Linked DNA regions of Urocitellus parryii: region 1 is linked to region 2. A link is a contact called in public Hi-C data. All regions are on one chromosome and are shown on one strand. Each heading gives the region's core, a stretch centred on a gene start, on an enhancer-like site or on the middle of the called end of the contact. The rest is flanking DNA. Distances are from core to core; before and after follow the strand shown.

Region 1 (5,702 bases), core at 1,754-4,253, 160 kb after region 2:
CACATAAAAATAAATAAATAAAATAAAGATTAAAATAAAAAGTTAAAATAAAACATGCCAGATGTGGGTGATGCACACCTGCAATCCCAGTGGCTCAGGAGGCTGAGGCAGGAAGATTGCCAAATTCAAGGCCAGCCTTAGCACCTTAGGGAAGCTCTAAGCAACTCTGGAGATCCTGTCTGAAAAAATACACAGGAGGGCTAGGGATATAGCTCAATTAGTGCTTGCCTTGCATGCATAAGGCCCTGAGTTCAATCCCCAGCACCACAAAAAAATATAAAAATAAAAACGGATGTGGATGTTGCTCAGTGGTTAAGCAACCCTGGGTTCAATTCCTGATTTTTTTATACACACACACACACACATATATATACACACACATATATATATACACACACACACACATATGTTGCAACATAGATGACCCTCATACACCTCAGGCTAGATGGAAGAAGCAATGGGCTGCATCTCCAAGATTGCATTTAAATAAAATAGAGGCAGAAAGTGGACTGGTGGCTTTCAGTGGCAGGAAGGGGGGAAGAGGAATGGGGCCTTCTTTTGGGGTGAGGAAACCATTCTGTCACTGGATAGAGATGCTGGTAACACAGCCCTGAGGATGAATTAAACACCCTGGATGGCGTGCTTTGAATTGGTGAAATGTATGTGATGTGAACTCAGTTCTCAGAGTGAATCATCTACAGTGCACAGCGAGATGCTATGAGCCTGTGTGAAGCACAGGCCCTGCATCTGACATGTCCACTGTTCTCACTGATCTTGGGTCTACACCACCACATCTGCCCATGAGCATGCTGGGGGTGGTATCTCTGTCAGTTCTCTACCACTTCCTGACTTACTGCTATCAGGTGACAGTTGCACCTCTGACTGCACTATGCTGTTACCTCATGAGTTTCAGTAGAGTAACACTCAGTGTTCCCACATCCTTTGTAGCAAATCCGCATCCTTTCCTGCAAAACTTTTGACTCCCTCAATGTAACAGCAGTCTTGTGTTTTTAGCTTAGTTTTCTGCAACTTCAGTGCTGACTCACCCCGATCTCTTTGCCAGCCATTCACCCCACAGATGTTCTGTCCAATTGTCTTCTTCCTGACCTGCCAAATCAGGATAGGTACCCCCACCCCAGGGGACAGCTGTCAACAGGGATTGCCCACCACCAAGATCTGGGTCCTTCAGGCTTCAGCATAAACCACCTCTCCAGAGCCACATTTCATTCTTCATGGAAGACACCTTCCTAATGACAAATGAAAAAACCCACCCACTTTCCAATGACATACCCCAGATTTGGCATTTGTTCTTGCAGGTGGAAATCAAGGGCAAAAGCTTTGCTAACAGTGTGGTTAGCTTGGCTCTGAGTCTGTCTCTAAGGAGAAATCCCTAGCAATGGCAGTGAGCCGGCTGTGAAGGGGAATCTCTTGGGAGTCTGACTGCAGATCTAGACCTGGGCCTACTAAAACTGCTCTCCCAGCCTCTTCTGCTCACTCCGGCTGCTTCTCAAATAGGCCACACCTGGCTGCTTCAGGGCTCCAGCCTGCTGCCCACTCTGCCTAGTTTCTCCTGCCTCCCAGCCCTGCTCCAGTGTCTCACCAGAGGTCTTTACCACAGCCGTTCGGATGAAATTCCCAACATTATACACAATATTAATAAAAACAAACTTGGCGGGACCCTTGTCAGCCTCCACTTGACCCGTGGGTGGGAGCTACTATATAAGCATTTGTTAAGAGAATGAGTTACACGGGTAAATGTGCATGGCTGGGTGAGCTTCACAGCTACCCTGTGCCTCTGTGCCTCCCAACCTCACCTGGTCCCCCACTTTGTGGGCAATGACGGTGGCTCCTTCCTCCAACTCTGCTGCATTGAGTGGACGGATTCGAAGCGCCACCTGTGGGTAGGACAGGAGCAGTGCGTTCACGAGTCCCTCTAAGATTGCTCCTTCTTCTTCCTCAAACAGCAAGTTGCCCAGTCCAAACTCCCTCCTGTCCTCCTTTGATGTCCCACACAAACTCAGTGAAGCAGGAGGAGCCCTCCGGAGTCACTTTTTTCCCTTCTATTTTGTTTTTTTTTGTGTGTTGCTGGTGATGGAACCCAGGCCTCATGCAAGCAAAGCAAGGGCTCCACTACTGAGCCTTACCCGAGCCCCTGCCTAACTTAACACTGGCATGAAATTATTTATGTCTTGCAGCAACCCTTTGAGGAATACATGGTTATGTCACCCTTGTGGAACAGAAGAAGGTACTGAGGCACATAGAAGGGAAGTATTTGCCTAAGGTCACATAGCTATGGAGTGTGACCAGGCCCAAAGTGAGCACTCAGAAGAACCTACATAACTGGGCTATGGCTGTGGCTCAGTGCTAATGCACTTGCCTGGCATGTGTGAGGCACTGGGTTCGATTCTCAGCACCACAAATAAATAAATAAAATAAAGGTCTATCAAAAAAAAAAAAAAAAAAACAAAAAAAAAACACCTACTTCCCAAATGGAAGATGGCTGGAATTAGACTATATATGAACTGGGGCCAATATCACTGGTCTCTCTTTTACCAGCCCACACTTGGGGCCAGTCCCTGGTTTTAGTTCCCCCAAAGTCAGAAAAGCTGAGGTCAAGTCACTTAACAGATGGGTCTGGATAGGGACTATGTAGGGGTTGAGGAGCACAGTCCTGCCCCCATCTGAGTCCTGGTCCAGGTCCCAGTTCCCTGGGGAGGGAAGGTCACAGGGCAGGAGGTAAGGAGTCTGGAGACATGGTGAGGAGGGCATGGGGTCGCTAGGTCTCTGGCGGAGCAGAGGTGGGGCCCTGGACATGAGACAGCTGTTAAGCGATTGTCCCAGGGTAGTGGGTTCAGAGTGTAAGGGAAGTGAGAACTGGGAGGGTAGGGGACACAAAGGGTGAGAGAGGGGTGCTTACCATGAGCTGCTGGTCCTTGGGCTCCATCTCCCTCAAGGCTGGGCTACCCTGGGCTGGGGAAGGGCCAGCAACCTGGTGGGAAGGCATGCTGCAGAACAGGGTCTGGCCGTTATCCTGGCAGAAGCAAAGCCAGCTGCAGTCTAAGCTCAGCCCCGCCCTGCCCCATGACATCAGCTGGGTCCCAGGGGTGATGCTTAAGAAACTCTCCAAGACCAAGACAGGCGCACATGAGCCAGTAACTGGGAGTCAGCACAGGCTTCCTATCTGTGTACCACCTAATGCCATAGCAATCCCATGTCCATGGGTCTTACTGGTCTATGGTGAGCCTGCCCTGACAGGGCCTGCACCTGCTCTTTGTAGAGTTCCCCTCTCCCCACCCTGAAACAGGAGCCGTAGCCCACCTCAGTGGCTGCCTCAGTGCAGCAGATCATGGTCATCTTGGGGCTTTCCCACCCAAGGGACAACCAGCAACAGCTAAAGGAAATAACCACACTTTAAATGCCCTTTTCCACATGACTCTCTCTCCTCCCATTGTTCATCTGCACATCCAGGGCCTGATTAGAGGCTGCTCAGCTCGTATTCGTTGCTTATACGCTGTGCTCAACTTTTCCACTGTAGTCCCTGGGGAAGGCACTGCCTATGAACCTACCCAGTGCAGCAGACTGCACTTGTCAGGCCATGCAGGCAGCGGGGTTGCAGGAAGACCCAGCCCAAAGTCAGAGATGCGCTACAAACAGGACAGTGCCCTTGTGTGCTGATGAAGTCACACAAAGCCAGGGCCTGTGAAGCCCAAGTCTGAGCTCCCTCCAGGATCCCAACTAGAGCTGGGCAGTTGGCAGAGGTGAGCCCCAGCTAATCAATCCCTTAAGCTCACCAGGAGCTCTCAGGCCCTCCTGCTCCATAAACCACTGTGCTGCTTTTGGAAAACCACTGGATGGTTCATGCGAGGGCACAGTTCACACTTAGTCATTTTCCTCTCCTCTTCTTGGTATCCAGATACCCTCCCTTGAGGGAGGGAGAGCAACCCTTTAAAAGCTAAGTCTCCCAACCTCTGCCCTAGAAGTAAAAGCCCCAGCCTGATCAACAGAACAAAGCACTCTTTTTGCTTCATAGAGACAGGACCAAGACAAGGTTTCAAAGAGCCCAGGCCCACCCAACAGCCCCCAAGCAATGGGGACACCCCCTCCTCTGGCTCTGGGATGATCAGTTAACTTCCCCTAAAAATTGTCATCCTGGGAATTCCATCTCTACTTCAGAAGAGCCAGCACCAGTGTTTCAGAAATCCTTTTATTTATAAATCATGTAAAACAATTACAAATTAAAACAGTGAAAAAACTTTTAAAAGTTGTTAAAAACCTGTTAATGATAGAACAGTGTGCTGCCTTCTCATTGCCATGAAATTAGAAAAGAGCATTCTAGAGTTTGAAGCACTGAGAGTGAACAGGTATACTATAAAAATGGGTGCTGAGGGGCGAGACATGGCAGGACTATTAACAGTAACAGAATCTAGAGAAACCTGGAGAGGAAGTCTCACAAGAAAGGAAAGGTACAAAGCCCCTTCCATGCCCCAGGGAAACCCAGTCAGTCACCCCGGAGCCTCCATGACAGGCCAGATAAGCTTGGGGCACAGCCTCACTCCTGAGGACACTCAGCTAGGAGCTTGGGACCAGGCAGCAACCTCTCAGGGGCCAACTGAGTGTCTCAAGGGCAGTACTTGGCCTCTGTCCCTGCCTGTAGATCAGCCTATCCTGTCATCTCAAGCATGCCTTAGATTTGCAGATGTTGCATGGCTGTGGATCCTAGAAAGCCCCTCCCGTGTGTCCTGCTATTTTAGCACAACTTCAGGCTCTGTGAGATGCAGGGAAGGAGGTGGGAGAGAATGCAATATCACAAGGCACAGATGGGTGGCAAGACACTACAGAGAAAATGACTGAAGCCACAGGGATCTGTTCACTCCCTTCTCAATAGTAAAAGTAAATATTGTGACGACATCACAGTGGCTGAACTGATGCACTCAATACAAACTTTCTAACTCCAGAAAGACTAAAGGGTTCTCAGAAATGACATGCACTTTTTTTTTTTCCCATAGAATGAAGAAACTATTTTGGACCCACTGGACCAACTCATGGCCGGAAAGGCAGCAGAGTGGGTGGGAGGCTGAGTTCTCCGAGCTGCCATCAGGATCCCTGCAAGCCAAGTGTATGTGTGGAGTGACTGACTGCCAGTTCCCCTACGGGCTCCAGGCCTGGCTACAGACCCTTAGTCCTGGGAGAAGGGGAACAGAGGCACCAGAGTCAAGGCGCTTACCTACATGCAAAGAGGAGAAAAGACAGCGTTTTCATACAGGGTTGCTTTATTTCCACATTCAACCTGCTGAGAGAACCTGCCACACCTGCACCACGGAGTCCACGGCCATGGCACCTCTGAGCTAGGTGGGACATAGGCAGTATGCTGTCCCCCTGCCAGTCACCAGGACGCACCCAACACTGGCCCACGTAGAGAATAGTGAGTCCTTGAACTAAAACCCAGCTCAGCAGCAGGTGGAACCCCTGGAACACCACCGCAGGAGGAGAGGAGACGACAGGAGCACTGCTGCGAGTCTTGGTTGACAAATCCAGATGAGAAAAACCAAAGCAGTGCCTCGAAACCTCCCCACTGTGCACACCAGGGGTTTAAAGGCACAAAAAAGTGTCAGGATGGAAGAATCCCAGGTGCGTTCACAGCCCAGAGTGAGAGAGAGCACAGGTGCAGATTCAGAGTTGTGCAGGCTTTCTGCAAAAGGGTG
Region 2 (5,901 bases), core at 3,041-5,540:
CAGGGGTGTGGCCACCAGTAAGGCAACCCTAGGGACTGGGCCTTGAAGCCAGCCCCCTGCGGTGTGACCAGCTTAGCAGGTTACCCTCGGAGCCAAAGCAGCCATCAAGGTTCTAAAATCGCCAACAGTGAGTGGGGTGCCGGCAGGAAACGGCTCATACCCCCAGTGCCCATACAGCCTGGCACTTGGCACCCCTCCTGCTGCTCAGGCAAGGAAGCCCGCTCAGAGGACCTTGCCCAGGGCCTTAGCAAGACTCCACCTGCGCCGGCACAGGGCCACCCCCTGTCAGGATAGCTTTGCGGAAGAGGAGGGGGACGGGCTGCTAGGCGGGGCCAGGAGCTGCCAGCGCCCGCCTGGGCTGGTCGGCACACGGGGAGGAATGTTCCTTCCTCTGCCGGCCCGCCCAGCGCGTGCCGCCCGCCGCGCCCTGGCATGGGTGAGTGCAAGCCTGGAGCGGGTGGGGGATGCCCAGAGCAGAAATCAGGGACCCCCCCAGACCCACTGGATCTGTTTCCTGTCGTGTACAAACAGGTCCAGTGTGTACAGGCCTGGAGCACGGGGACTCACCCCCAAGCCAGGAGGTTGACACAGCTCACCTGGGCAGCCCCAGCTTCTGGCCAGAGCTGACCCCAGGCCCAGACACAAGCAGAACCACCTGGGGGCAAGGCAGGGCCATCAGGGGCACACCAGGGTGGGCACTGCCAGGGCAAGGGTGTGGAGGGGCTCCTGCGCCCAACTCACTTGGGGTGAGGCCCCAAGCTGCAGATCATGGGCCCAGAGCTATGGGCAGTGCAGGTGCAGTCTACACCTTCTGCTTGCATGCACCCCTCCTTCTGGAGCCTGCCAGACACCCCGGGCAGCCCGCACGCACAGACTCGCACCCAGCCCCCCACCCATGCCCCAGCATCTCAGTCCAGGAATGCCGTGGGAGGTGGATAGGGCCGGCCTGCGCAGACGCTCCGCTGTGCCGCTGGATTAAAAGCAAAATGCTTTCTTAATGAGATCAAGCGAGGCCTGTTCTCCCGCGCTTTGGTGGTGTTCTAAAAACCCAGCCCAAGGCTACGGAGATTAAAGTCACCTTTGTTCAGCTCAGGAGCAAGGCAGCCTCCAGAAGAACTGCCCTCAAGGGGCAGGGCTGCAAGGTGTGGGGGTGTCTCCCCAACAGAGCAACAGGAGAGGAGGGGGCAGGAGGTGCAGCTGCAGGCCTCACCCCCTGCTCAGGCTTGGTTTCCTTCTCTTAAAAGGGGCACAAGAGCTCACCTGTGAGGAGCAAAGTGTTGGGGACCACCTGTCTTTTCCTCTCTCTAAAGGCCCTGGGAGGTGGACATAGGCACCATCGTGTGTACAATCGGGGAGACCGAGGCCAGAGAGATGCAGGCACCAGCCTGTGTTCATACCCAGCGCAGAGGTGGTGCCAGACCAGTCCAGCCCCTGGCTTCCAGGGACCTGCACTCTCCAGCAGCCCCACAAATTCCCCGAAGGAGGAAGATGGGGCAGCAAGGGCAGCAGGGCTGGACCAGGGCAGGCAGGGGGCGGTGGGGGGGGCGGGAGGACACCCACAGGAAGCGGCATTGTTCCTGGAGCCTGGAGCCGCCATTCAAAGAAACACAGGATGCCAAGTTCTCCCCCAACCATTGTGGCCAGGTGGTGGCAGCCGCTGCAGCCTGGCGCTCCTGGAAGGGTGGGGGAGGAGTGGACGGGCCAGAGGCCAGGCTCCTCACCCCAACTTCAGGACCCATCAGAGCATGGCCCCCATCGGCCAGCACCCCCACCCCACCCCACCCCACTGGCAGCTGAGGTTTCTTGCACAGTCTGTGCCTGAGATAGCAATGCCCGAACTTCTCTTCACCCCACCCCACCCCACTGGCAGCTGAGGTTTCTTGCACAGTCTGTGCCTGAGATAGCAATGCCCGAACTTCTCTTCCTGGGCAATTGTGACTCACTCTAGTTCAAATGGCACCTCCTCCAGGAAGCCTCCCCCCCAGTGTGGGCAGATGCCACTCAGCTCACACAGCCTCTCTGTGTCCCTCTGTCAGAAGGGTCTGAGTCATCCTGCACAGGCTGGGGAAGCGGGCTCTTTGCAGCACGTTCCATAGACCCCTGACCACAAGGTACCACAAGAGGGGCTCTGCTTGCCATGCGCATACGAGCTGACTCTGCGCAGACCCAGCCTCTCCTGGGTGAAGGGATCCTTCAAAAAGGACTTCAGAGACCAGTGGAGAGATGGGCTCCAACTCTGAGTGCCTAGGAGGCGCACCCATGCCTTCAGTTTGGGCCAGTTCTCCTTGACAATACTGCCTATGGAAAGGCAACGTTTCCTACAGTTCAGAGATGAAAAGACCAAGATCTGGCCCAAAAGTACCTAGCCCAGCTGAGACCCACACCTAAGACCCACACCAGAGACTATATATTCTCTGCTGGAGAAACCCCCAAATTCCAGCGTGAGAGGTGCTCAAACCTGGTGGCAGCCCAGAGCGGGTCAATGATGCCCAAGGTCACACAGTAGGAAGCCCAAGTGCTGGAGGGGATGCGCCTGGCTCAGGGATGGTGCCCCAAGAGGGCTGTCAGTCAGAGATGGGTGGGGCACAGGCCCCCTCATCGCCAGGCAACCTGAGTGGCCAGCGTGCTAGCGGCGGTTCCCATGGAGCGCATAGCTGCACACAAGAGGCCCGACGCCTTTCTCGGCTGGAGAAAGGGGCTTTGTTACCTTGCCCATGGGGCCGGCCCGAGAGCTGCCCGGCGCTGGGAATCCTAACGGCCCAGCCGCTAAACAAAACCCATGGCCCCCACTACCCCCTCCCGCCAGCCTGCTGAGCCCCTGGGAAAGGGACGCCTGATTCCCAGGAGGCTGCCATGGGGTTCCCAGGGCCTCTCCCCAGCCAAGACCAGACAGTACCCTGCCCCCTAGTTCCATAAGCTTACCACGGCCCTCCCCCCAACCCCACTCTACCCCCAAAGAGGACTCAGCCAAGCCAGAAAGCCCTGGTCTCTAGACTTGAACAGGGAGGAAAGGGTCATGGGGTCTTCTCTGAGTACCCACCTTCACATTACACATCCCAGAGCCTCCCCAATCGGGCATGTTCCCCTGCTGCCCCCCTTCAGGGCCCACACTCTGCCCCTTCCCTGCCCAACCCAACCGTCCTGCAGTAGCCTCTGGGGACATTTTCAAAATGGGGTGTGTCTTTTTGATGTGCAGGAGTCCATTCCCAATTGGAGGAACCAAGCCCAAGATTCTGGGCTTCAGGGTCTCCTGCACTATGGGGAGGGGTCTCCACACAAGACTCCCAAACCCAGGACTCTCCTTTTTCTAAGATGCACTCCCAAATCCCCCAGCCAGCAGTGATTGGACCCTACATGTAGCAAACTGGGATGAGAAGTGGTCTGGCCCTGTGCCCAGGGATCCTATGCTTTCTCTTCACCGCCAAGGTTAGAGCCTTACTCCTGGGGATTGGTCCCCGTCTAGGGTGGATGACACTCTAAGGCCTGAGCAGAATCTGCTTTGGGACGTTTGGGGGCAATCAACCAAATTAATTTGGCGTTTGTGGGACAAGCATCACAGGAAACCGACCCCAAGCACTGGAGACTGCTGTCGGGTGATGCAGCCATCCAGGGCTCTGGAGCTAGGCTGGAGTGGGCTCGGACATTTCCAGGGCTGTATGGAAGAGTGGTCTCCAGCTGACAAATTGGGTCGAAGGGGATGAATCTGTATCACCGGGCCCCAGATAGTTCCATGGCTGGGCAGGGATGCAGCCTAACCCCAATCGGATACCGTCACCGGCTGGAGGGACGACGACCCTGCCCCACTAAGCCACCGGGGCTCACCATCTCCTTGTGGCGAGAGATCCACGTCTCCAGGAGCAGGTCCAGGCGCGCGCGGTGAAACTTCCTAGTGGTCTTCACTGCGATGAAGACATCACGGGGCGCCAGCTGCTCGGCCGGGGGCCGCGCGTGGCCGTCGGCGGGGCGGGGTACGCTCCCGGACGACGGGCCAGCGTCTCTGCGCGCGCGGGTCAGCAGGTTGAAGTACTCGGACAGGCTGTGCACCTCGCGGGCTAGCGCTCCAGGAGCCGCTGCCGCCCCCAGCCCGGGCGCCGGGGCGGCCCCCGCCGGTCCCGCCAAGCTGCGCAGCGCGCGCCGACCGCGCTCGGCAGGCACCGGGGAAGGCGGCGGGTCGGCGGTGAGCACCAGGAGGCAGGCAAGCAGCGCACCCGCCAGCGCCAGCAGCAGGCGCCGGCCACAGCGCTTGAGCATGGTAGGGGCTGCGCCGTGCGCCCTCCCGTGCTCCCGCCGATGTCCCGATCCGGCGGCGCCGTCCAGCTACAAGCCACCCGCGCCCAGGGCTCTTAACCTCCCCGCCCGGCCCCGCCCCCGATCGCTCAGTGGCTCGAGCCTTGGGGGCGGGGCCTCGCGGCACTACCCCCCCTCCAGGGAGCGCCCACGTGGGCCCGCGGCAGGGGGCTGGGAACTGCTCGGCGGGCGCCGCGGCCCCGCCCCCTTGCGCACGTGCAAGCACACCCCTCAGGGTTGCCCCCACAGACTGCCCGAGGTGTGGGGCTAGGGGCCGACCCGGGCCGGATGCCCGGAAGGGGCACGCGGCCTGGCCCGCGCCTGCCGCACGGAAGTGCGCGCTCTTGGTGGTGGCCACGGTGCTGGGACACGGGTCCCGGCTCAGACACCCCGCAGGGGACTTTTTACTTCCTCGCGGTGCACTTCCCCTTTCGGAGCCGGGCTTCCTCCCCTTGGGACAGTGCAGGCCGAGCTAACCGAGGTCGTCGAGAGTGCTCGGCTCCGGGCAGCCGTTACTGACACCAAGCGGGAGCCTAGCCACCTGTGCCAACAGGTGAGAATGCGAGGTTCCATCGAGAAAGCACCCGTACCAAATCCGCCCCCAGCCCGGTGATCTCCTGGAGTCCGAGACCTACATGGGGTGGGTTGGTCCCCGAAATTCTCAGGCGCCCCGTGGCGAACAGAACTAAAGCCGCCCTTTCCCTCACGATGAAAGGCCGCCGTCTGTCCCATTTGGTCGCTCCGTGCTCACGCCAGATGTGACCCAGCTGTGCGCCCTTCCCGCCCCCCTTCACGGCCTCCACCCCCGGCCCTTCCCACGGGTCTGGGTCCGCCCCCTGCACGAGCGGGGGCGGCAGGAATGCGCGCCTGAAGCGACAGTGAGGGGATAGGGGCCCGGAAGTGGCCTAGGATCCCCTGGGAGCCGGAGAAGGGTCCGAGCCCCTGCCTGCAACATCTTCCGGCAGCGCAGCCGGAGGCGGCTCTCCGCTTGGTTGCGCCGGGGTCGCCTCCTAAGGGGGCCCTCTGCGCCCACCCAGGACCACCAGAGCTCCTCATTTTGCCTCATTTTGTTTATGGCCACAGCACTTACACTGGGCCTGAAATGTTATTTTTAGTTATTTCCATACCCGCTGGTGCCCCTCTCCCTGAATGTCAACCTCAAGGCAAGATAGCAGGGAACTCCTGAAATCCAAGGCTGGGACAGGTACTAGCTATAGCAGGGGCCTATGAAGATTTATTGAATAGATGTCCCACCCGTCTGCTCAACCCCGCAGAGAGGGCTGTGGCCCATTTGCTGTAAGGGCTTGGGGCCCTCTGTGCTGGGGTAGGAGGGGGATGGTGGTTCCCAGGCCTCTTCCTGCCTTCCCCAGGTAATTAGCAGTCACCACCTCGGGTAGGCAGATGCCCCAGCAGATGGTGTTGGCTGTGCCCAAGTGACAAGTCTCCCATGGCGTCACCTCCTACCATAAACCCCTCCCCCATCAGGCAGGGCCCACCCCCAGAGTCTCCTGGCAGCTGCAGAAGCTTGAGGATGGGCAAGAAGGAAAGGACCTACCTAGAGGCTGGGTGGGCTGCCCCCAAACAGCCCAGCCCAGCCCCAACCTTGGTCTCTAC

What was found. A called contact is a pair of places that touch in the nucleus more often than the background predicts.
Region 1: a contact with region 2 is called in a Hi-C map of liver, with 4 times the contacts expected there. The contact joins the promoter of Kif19 here to the promoter of Lfng in region 2. A contact is called at or near these places in 2 of 2 Hi-C or Micro-C datasets (liver and muscle).

What each region holds. Positions count from the first base shown.
Region 1 is chr9:37,365,839-37,371,540 of mUroPar1.hap1, forward strand. It overlaps Kif19 (kinesin family member 19), which reads right to left and starts at 3,004. Exons shown (of 20, transcript XM_077802852.1): 1 at 2,918-3,004; 2 at 1,815-1,895. The coding sequence starts at 3,004. It overlaps Eif3b (eukaryotic translation initiation factor 3 subunit B), which reads right to left. Exons shown (of 19, transcript XM_026405668.2): 19 at 4,294-5,702.
Region 2 is chr9:37,207,340-37,213,240 of mUroPar1.hap1, forward strand. It overlaps Lfng (LFNG O-fucosylpeptide 3-beta-N-acetylglucosaminyltransferase), which reads right to left and starts at 4,291. Exons shown (of 8, transcript XM_026405706.1): 1 at 3,823-4,291. The coding sequence starts at 4,251.